3 separate regions of the Mus musculus genome follow, and regions 1 and 2 are each linked to region 3. The links are chromatin contacts, called in public HiChIP or PLAC-seq maps. All regions are on one chromosome and are shown on one strand. Each heading gives the region's core, a stretch centred on a gene start, on an enhancer-like site or on the middle of the called end of the contact. The rest is flanking DNA. Distances are from core to core; before and after follow the strand shown.

Evidence for each region. HiChIP or PLAC-seq counts read pairs in DNA pulled down with a chosen protein or histone mark.
Region 1: a contact with region 3 is called in an SMC1A HiChIP or PLAC-seq map of large pre-B cells, with 8 times the contacts expected there. The contact joins two enhancer-like sites. A contact is called at or near these places in 1 of 15 datasets of contacts at CTCF or cohesin (large pre-B cells), 3 of 484 Hi-C or Micro-C datasets (B cells and embryonic stem cells), 4 of 115 datasets of contacts at active chromatin or transcription factors (embryonic forebrain, large pre-B cells, pancreatic cancer cells and 1 more) and 1 of 9 other capture datasets (embryonic stem cells).
Region 2: a contact with region 3 is called in an H3K27ac HiChIP or PLAC-seq map of large pre-B cells, with 2.3 times the contacts expected there. The contact joins two enhancer-like sites. A contact is called at or near these places in 4 of 115 datasets of contacts at active chromatin or transcription factors (embryonic forebrain, large pre-B cells, pancreatic cancer cells and 1 more) and 1 of 9 other capture datasets (embryonic stem cells).

The regions. Positions count from the first base shown.
Region 1 is chr1:164,903,876-164,906,575 of GRCm38.p6, forward strand. No RefSeq gene overlaps it. Among named protein-coding and RNA genes, the nearest start is that of Gm32652, 5.6 kb to the left of the region's middle. Within about 2 kb of position 1,341, at least 3 of the 459 cell types and tissues checked have an H3K27ac peak or open chromatin away from gene starts, as enhancers often do.
Region 2 is chr1:164,883,611-164,886,310 of GRCm38.p6, forward strand. Gm32652 (a long non-coding RNA gene) reads right to left here. Exons shown (of 5, transcript XR_865700.2): 2 at 2,038-2,124. Among named protein-coding and RNA genes, the nearest start is that of Gm32652, 15 kb to the right of the region's middle. Within about 2 kb of position 1,436, at least 3 of the 459 cell types and tissues checked have an H3K27ac peak or open chromatin away from gene starts, as enhancers often do.
Region 3 is chr1:164,662,117-164,664,844 of GRCm38.p6, forward strand. No RefSeq gene overlaps it. Among named protein-coding and RNA genes, the nearest start is that of Dpt, 130 kb to the right of the region's middle. Within about 2 kb of position 1,310, at least 7 of the 459 cell types and tissues checked have an H3K27ac peak or open chromatin away from gene starts, as enhancers often do.

The DNA of each region.
Region 1 (2,700 bases), core at 91-2,590, 240 kb after region 3:
TTCCTCAGCCTTCTGTGAAGCTGAGTCTAGCAAGAAGACTACACTTGGAGATTGCATGTGCGACTTCTGAAAAATGCCCTTGGGGATAGAAAATGAAAACCCTGGGTTCCAAGGATTTCTCAGCAGCCTTGGTCTGAATGACCCCTAATTTATACTGCTAGGGAAAAAAACAGAAAACTCAACTCTCAGTTTGAGTCACTAGTACTCTGGACTTACACATAAACCTATCCCTCAATGATAGACCTCTTCAGTATCTAGGGGGAAAACACGTTCAGTCATTCAACACTTGAAGTTATGATAACACAATCAACTAAGCAATTATTCAGACATATTGTCTTTTTCATATTTTTGGAAGGTCAGGTGGTTCTGATTCTCAAACATATGCCCACACATATGTAAGAACAGACATTATTCATACTAGTATGGTTAGCAAGGCAGAATGAGGAACACACACACAGAGTGGTGTCTATATAGATGAGTAAGGTTTAGGCAGTGCAGAATATACCTATCCAAGGAACAAGTTCAAGAATTGTCATTGATTGCTGAAGGATGGATCACTGCATCCTTTGGGATCAACTTGCTAAGAATACACATCACAATTTTAAAATGATTCCTCTTTGTTATACAGTATTTTTTCAGAGATCTGCTCTAATGAAATCGTGTGGGGCAAAGAGTGATACTCAAAACTTTCATTGAAGGACTAGGTAGGGAGATAGTTTCTGCATTTAAGGATTCACTCAATACACACATCTGTCAGAAGTGTGGGACTGGCAGCTAGCTGGCATCCTCCTTCCCCAGGAGTTGGCTTTCATGAAGAAAGAAATAAGAGGATGGGAACAGTATTGAAAAGAGAAGATGGCAGGCTGGGGGCTGGTGAGATGGCTCAGTGGGTAAGAGCACCCGACTGCTCTTCCGAAGGTCCGAAGTTCAAATCCCAGCAACCACATGGTGGCTCACAACCATCTGTAATGATCGACTCCCTCTTCTGGAGTGTCTGAAGACAGCTCAGTGTACTTATATACAATAAAAATAAATAAATCTTTAAAAAAAAAAGAAGAAGAAGATGGCAGGCAGCAAGGCACCTGCCTCCAACCCAGACCATAGTGCAGTCTTCCTACAACAGAGAGAGAATTACCTAGAGTCCAAAGGATTTAGTCCCTATAATAAGGTAGTGTTGCCCAGTGCTCGGGGATGGAAGAAAGGCAGTGTAGAGAAGTCTTCATCTGGAGAATGAAGCTCAGTTTGGTTTAACACTGCTGGATGGAGATATGCATTGGCAACCCTGAGATCTGCAGCTAAGAGAAGATGAAGAGGCCCTGTAGGGAGACAAGCCACAGTGGTGGGCCACAGTTGCAGTGGCAGTGAGCAGGTGCTGCCCCCAAGTGGTTCTGCAGACAGCGGGCATGCTTACAGGGCCAGAAACCTCAACAGGTCACTCCAAAACTGGCTTGGACTTCCTGGTATATAAGTCAAAAGGGATGTGCTGCTAAGGCATATGCAGATGGGGCAAGCCAACTAAATGTTTTGTAACAGATGCTCTAACCTAGGTGCACGATGGGGGTGCGGGGTGGGGGGCTGCTCTGTGAATCACGATTGGCCTCATAATCTGTGCGTCAATTTCCTTCCCTAGTCTCCTCAGCATTCTCCTGTGCCATCATTTCTCACATTTCCAGGGCACAAGTGTCCCTTTGAGTGTAATCAAAAGGTGGTACGTTGTGAGGTTCACGAGGCAGAAGGACCGCAGGCTGCTGTTGCTCTCACAGGAGAATCTACTCACGTGTATGCGTGTCAGTGCAGGACTGCCGTGGGCTTTGACCAGAAGCTCGCAGGTCCAGCAGTCCGCTGTGCTCAGCTAGAGAGGAAGTTTCTGCAGTATTTGTGTATCTTAATTTAAGCTCTTCCTGACCATTGCTCCCGTCATTGTTTATTGTTTGAGAATCTCATACGTGTTTTCTGGTCAAATCCACACTGCCTCCCCTTCTTTCCAGTTCCTCCTCAGTCCCTCAGTTCTGTTCTGTCTCAGCTCCGCACGCTCTTTTCTTAAGCCCACTAAGTCCTCAGTGATACACGGATGTGCACGCGTGTGGATGGAACATGTGTTGCCCCTCTGGGGCTGCATCCCTAAAGAAAACTGTCTCTCCCCCGACTTCCCCCAGCAGCCACTTAGCCAATAGCTCCTCAGTAAGGCTAGGTAGGGTGAGAGACCTCAAGAATTCCTGCCAATGCATGCCAGGAGTTCAGCCATCTTGGTCTTGGCAGGTCTTCTGCATGCAGCCACAATTGATATGAGTTCTTGCTCTCAATGGCACTATCATGTCCTACAACTACTGTTTTGCTACAGGTGTCCATTACCTCTGGTTCTTATCATCTTTATACACACACACCCTTGTGACGTAGCTATTAAATTTGGAGATGAATACTCCATAGTCTCTGTATTTATTCCCTGTGGGTTGACAAGTTCTCCGTATAGTCAACATGTACTGAATAAAGAGTTTCTGAGAGGCTCTATGACCATACCGTTAAGAACTTAGGGAGCAGTTTATTATTATGTCTACTTCAGAGAATAGTATGGGAGGCCAATACAGCTATTGCATAAACGCCCCATCTCTGTGTGAATTCATGACTTAAAACATAAATGCATGGAGTCTGATTTTGTAACCAGAGGCAGACAACACTGGCTAATGTTTATGCACCTGAGCC
Region 2 (2,700 bases), core at 186-2,685, 220 kb after region 3:
CTTCTAAGACTGAAGGGTCACAGTGCTTACCAACTTTCAAGTGTTCTCTCTAGAATATCAGCTTGGCCCTTTCTCCTGAACTCTCAGCATGCACCGTCACCTCCCACATCCCACATGGCTAGCTCTCAATTGCCTACACTTAGGAAGAACATTGGACAGCCGTAAAGAAACAGGTTTTTAAACCCATATCACGGGAGCTAGAAAAACTCCTAAGCCATGGAGAATGTTAGAAAGGATCCTCTAGAAATACAAAGTGTAAGACTCGCCTTTGGGAAGCTTCAGAAGTGGAAAAGATAGAAAAGACAAATCTCAGTCTTGAAGAGGGCAGTGATAAAATCAAATCCTTCGCTATGTCTACCCATTAACCAAGACTTGGCCAATCGCATGGCAGATGCTGTATGACCTCAGTTGGAAAAATACGTGAACATTAATTATCAAAAGCTCTTCCCTTAAGTTAAACAAAATTATATTCAGTTGGAACACGATTTCATAAGGTATGAATAGCTGAGCTATCATGGTGAGATGCTTAGCACAATTGCAGCCTCTCCAGTCTCCCTCAGACCATTTATTTTTATTTGTGAAGATGAAACCTACCGGAAGTTTTACAACTCCCTGCTTGCCATGTATTCCCTCATGCAGCAACGTGAAGAACAATGAGAGCATCACTGAGCCGGATGGCCACCCCTACAATGGGTCAGAGTGTAAATTTTAATTGACAAAATGAAGGTGCCACTAGTACTGCTGACATTTCAAGCAGTGAGCATCCTGCTTCTTAATAGATGGGGAATTCAAGGAGAAATGAACCCCAACACAGCGCCTGCTGACAGATGTTCAGTGAATCCTTTCTGATGTAAGAGACTCAAGTATTAAGGGTTTTTTCTTTTTGCTTCAAATTTTAAAAGGAATGATTGGCTCTAAGGGATTCATATTAATTTTTGTATAATGCCAAACAATGAAAGTCTATCAGAGATAAAATTTTGTTTTGAGCAAATGGCTCCCCAGTTTAATTTGTTTTCTTCTAGAAGAAAGGACTCCAAAAATCAGCCTACCTGTATCCCCGTTCTTCAGGTACTATACCGTGATAAGCCTCTGCGGCTGCCTCTAAAGACGAATTAAAATTGCCTTGTTTCTTCTGGAACATCTATGAAGGTGGTGTCTGGAACAGTCCATCTCTTTCCTTTCCTGGTGTCATTCAGGCTAGTTTCCTCCAACTGCGTGGCTTCTGTACCCCAGGGCTGTGACGTGATTGATGCTTTGAGTCTGACTTACGATGTGACAGGATAGACATGATAAAAGCTCCAGGGTCATGTATGCCCCAGCCTCTCCATGAGTTCAGAGATGTAGGGCCAGCCTGGTTCTTCAGAGCCCAGCTCAGACTACCGGAGGTGCACCAATCCTCATTGGTAACTGAATTGAAACTTCCCTGTCTCCTGGGATCAGTTGTGCACACGGTTTGATCAGCTGAATTCATGGCCTGGGCACCTGTGCCCTTTACCAAGGGAGTTGCTATGCATATTTTTTTCTTCCTCTGCTGTGCTTCCCAGGGCTGGCCCTAACCACAAGTGCACAAACAAGCACACACACACACACACACACACACACCACACACACACACACACACACACACACACACACACCACACACACACACACACACACACACACACACACACACACACATTTTCATCTTCCAAAATAGTCATTTCACTTCCAGGGCACGTCTCCAATTCCTCCTGCTTAATCCCATACTGTCTTCTGAAGTGACTCTTGGGGTTAGAAGACCTGGATTTAAGGTGTACTATCTTTGAAATGATCTGGGATGATACCCAGATTTTCCCAAATTGTCCACTCTGGATCTTTGAGTCTAAATTGCCTTGTATAAAATGGGCATGGTGATAACATTCATAGGATTGGTAGAGGGATCAAGAGATAACAATGTACAGGCAAGGAAGATGGCCCCATTGGTAAAGTGTTTGCTGTTCAAGCATGAGGCTCAGATCCTGAGTTCGGATCCCCAGTCGGGCATGATGACACGTACCTGCAATACTGGTGCCCAGTGCAGGGGAGGCAGCAACAGATGTATCCCTGGAGTTCACCTACCAGCCAGCCCAGTGAGGTCAGGAAGCTACAGATTTAAGAGAGACTCTTTTGAAAACAAAGGTAGAGATGGGGCCGGCTGTATGGCTTGGCAGGTACAAACACTTGCTGACAACCTTTCTGTGATCCCTGGAATTCAGTAGAAGATAGGAGAGAAGTGACTCCACAAAGTTGTCCTCTGATCTGCACATGTGCCGAGGCATGCATGTGCCCACACATATCATACAGAGCTCATGGCAATAATTAATAAAAAATATATATCTTTGAAATGTTAGAGATTAATGTGGAAGAAACCCAGCATCAACCTTTGACCTTTACACATGCACACACAAGCATAGACACTCGAGCACATGCACACACACACACACACACACACACACACACACACACACAAATACAATATACACAGACACAATGTATGTGAGGTCAAGCTCTGTAAATCTTTCAGGTCCAATATGTGTCACACAGAAGAAACTGACATGGTCTGATGTCACCTACATGACAGACACAAAGGCTGACTAGGAATGGACAGGGGTCTCAGGGGCAGCCATTTATGAAAGTGTTAAGTGACAGATTCTGTGAAGGGGAAAGATGGACGCCTCGA
Region 3 (2,728 bases), core at 60-2,559:
AGAATTTCTTTTATCATGTATGGGTATTGAATTTCCTCAATTTTTTTTTTTTATGCTTCAACTATTAAAATGAACTGATCTGGCTTTTCTTTTGTTCATCAATTAACTTGATAAATTATTTTGATTCATTTTTGAGATTTAAGGCAGTTTTATATTCTTGGCCTAAACTGTTTTTTTTTTCTATGTATATTTTTATATTTTGAGAATTTTGACTCGCTAAGTGGCTAGTAAAGATGTATGAAAGCTATTAATAATGTACTTTTCTTTCTATATTGTATCCTTCTGTCTTGGGTCTAGGGTGATATTCACCTCTTCAAGTGAGCCAACACACTCCTTCTGGTACATTTTATAATGGCATCTCTAGAACTGATACCATTTCTCAGCAAATTTTGGTGCAATTCAGCTGTGAAATTCTCATATTGGAGTTTTGTCCCAGGAAGTATTTTAATTTTAAATGCAATTTCTTTCACAGATTTAAAAAAAAAAAACAAAAAACAAAACTAACCTATTCAATTCATCCTTTGGCTTTTATGTGACAGGTAGTTTGCATTTTTCCAATTTCTTAATTTCTTTCCAGTTTTATCCAAGCCATTGAATGTATAGGCTCAAAGCTACCTTGCTATTTCCTTCTTGTCCCTTTCGTGCCTGCAGGAGTACTAATGGTGCCCCACTCTGCTCTCATGGCCAACTCTGCCGCTTTTCCTTTGTTGCCTTATCAGTTTGGCCACAGGCTTATCAGCTTTTCTTTGTTCATCATTTCAAAATCTATTTTGATATTCTGTATTTTATTGTTTTTGTCTTTTGTTTTTTTTCTCTCCTTCAACTTTGTTTGTTTGTTTTTTATTTTTGCATTAGTTTAATCATAAAAAGTCAATAAATAAAACTGAATATGACAGCGGAGACACCATACAGGCATTTTCCTTTTCAGATGCTACCATGGGGAATCTGGGCTTGAACAGATGAGTAGAGACTCCCTTGGTCTCCAACCAGGGACAGAGCTGATAAGGCGCTACTTGTTTTTCTTTAGAAAAAGAGAAGCCTCTTAGGGGAGAAGGGCTACAGCTCAGAGAGTCAAAAGAATATATTACTTTCCCACATGAGTTTTATATTTGAATATCCTCGGTAGGACTCTTAAAATTGTATGCTTTGTTTTTCTCAGCTTAAAAAAAAAAAAAAAAAGGATGAAGGAGTAATCTCCATTGCAAATCTCTTGAGACTATCTTGATAAAAACTGTAAAGTGCCCCCAGGAAAACAGCTGCGAAAGGCAGTTGCCAGTGCACTAAGTATGAATTCATCATGAATATCAGCATATTGTCACTGAGAGTCCCCAGTTTACTTAAACAGGATGGTGCGTCATAACTGCAATGGGGTTCTCCTCATCAAAGCAACACATAAGGATGTCTGCTTGTGTGCTGCACTGGGCTACCAAAGTGACCCTGGTCTAGGAGAGGTCACTGTTGCAGGGGGCCTAAGGCCATTATGGTATGAATGTGAAGTGATTCTTAGCCTTTGCAAATGTGGGCCTAGCTGGTGGCGCTGTTTTGGGAAATCCTGGGAGCTTTGGAAGGAAGGGGCTTGTTGGAAGAAGTGGGTTGTTGGGAGAGTAGGCACTAATGGTTTTAGGCTAGTCCTTATTCTAGCCCACGTTCACTGCTGATGTGTGAACAATCTGTAACCACATGCTCATGCCACCAAAGGTCTCAAGTGCTTTGAATGCAAGGGGGAAATAGAAGCACAGTAGAGTTCCAGAAGAGTCTTTATCAGAGGATTGGAGATAGGGAGGAGAAGGTTGGATAGTGAGCCATCTAAGTCAATGGGGACCCTGAGGAAGGAACAGACAAACAAGCAAACACCAGTTTCAATCACTTTTCCAAGTGACTATAAAAGGAATGATGATCTCAATCCACTGTTACCAAGTAAAATTTTAGTTGTCTTAAAAGGTAAACGTTTGTATGTCTATTTAAAGAACACGAGGAAGACCAAAGATGATGTAAGACTGAGTAATTGACTAAAAGAGAGAATATGAAGAAGGACAGTTGGAGGACAAATGACACACTTAATTTGCAGAGTTTGTGGAGAGGAAGGCTTCCAGGTAGAGCTGTCCAGCACGGTACAGGACTCCAGCCCACTGCTGGAATTTAGAGGGACTGTAAAAGGGATGTCTATAGGCATCAAGGGCAAGAGTCTGGAATAACCTGTTTTAGCTGGTCTTACCTAGAATCTATGTATCTCTAACACTTCTGTCATTGAAGAGACAAGCAATGAAAACTTTTGGGAAACAGCCCCAGGAACAAAAGTTTTACAACGGCTGCAGTGACAGCTGACATTGGGTAAATCCTTGTCTATGAAAGAGCCCTATTTGTTGAACGTTTGTGCTAGTTTCTTGTATGCAGCCTCATGTCACAAAACTGAGAAACTAGAGAGAACAAGGAGAGGAATCTTGTAGGAGACTCACCGAAATGAAAAGAACTTTAAGATCGGATCATGGACTGGGGCAATGGCTCGGTGGATAAAGCCCTAGCTGCACAAATATGAGGGGCGGAGTTCAGATTCCCCAGAGCCCACATGGAAGCCTGGGAGGTGTGGTGGCTCCCTGTAATGCCAGTGCTTGGGAAGCCGAGGAGGGACTCCCATGGTCACTGTCTAGCTAGCTCGTCTGTCCTATAGGTGAGTTCTGGGTTCAAGTGAGAGAGACCATGCCTCAGTAAGTGAAATGGAGAGTGGAGG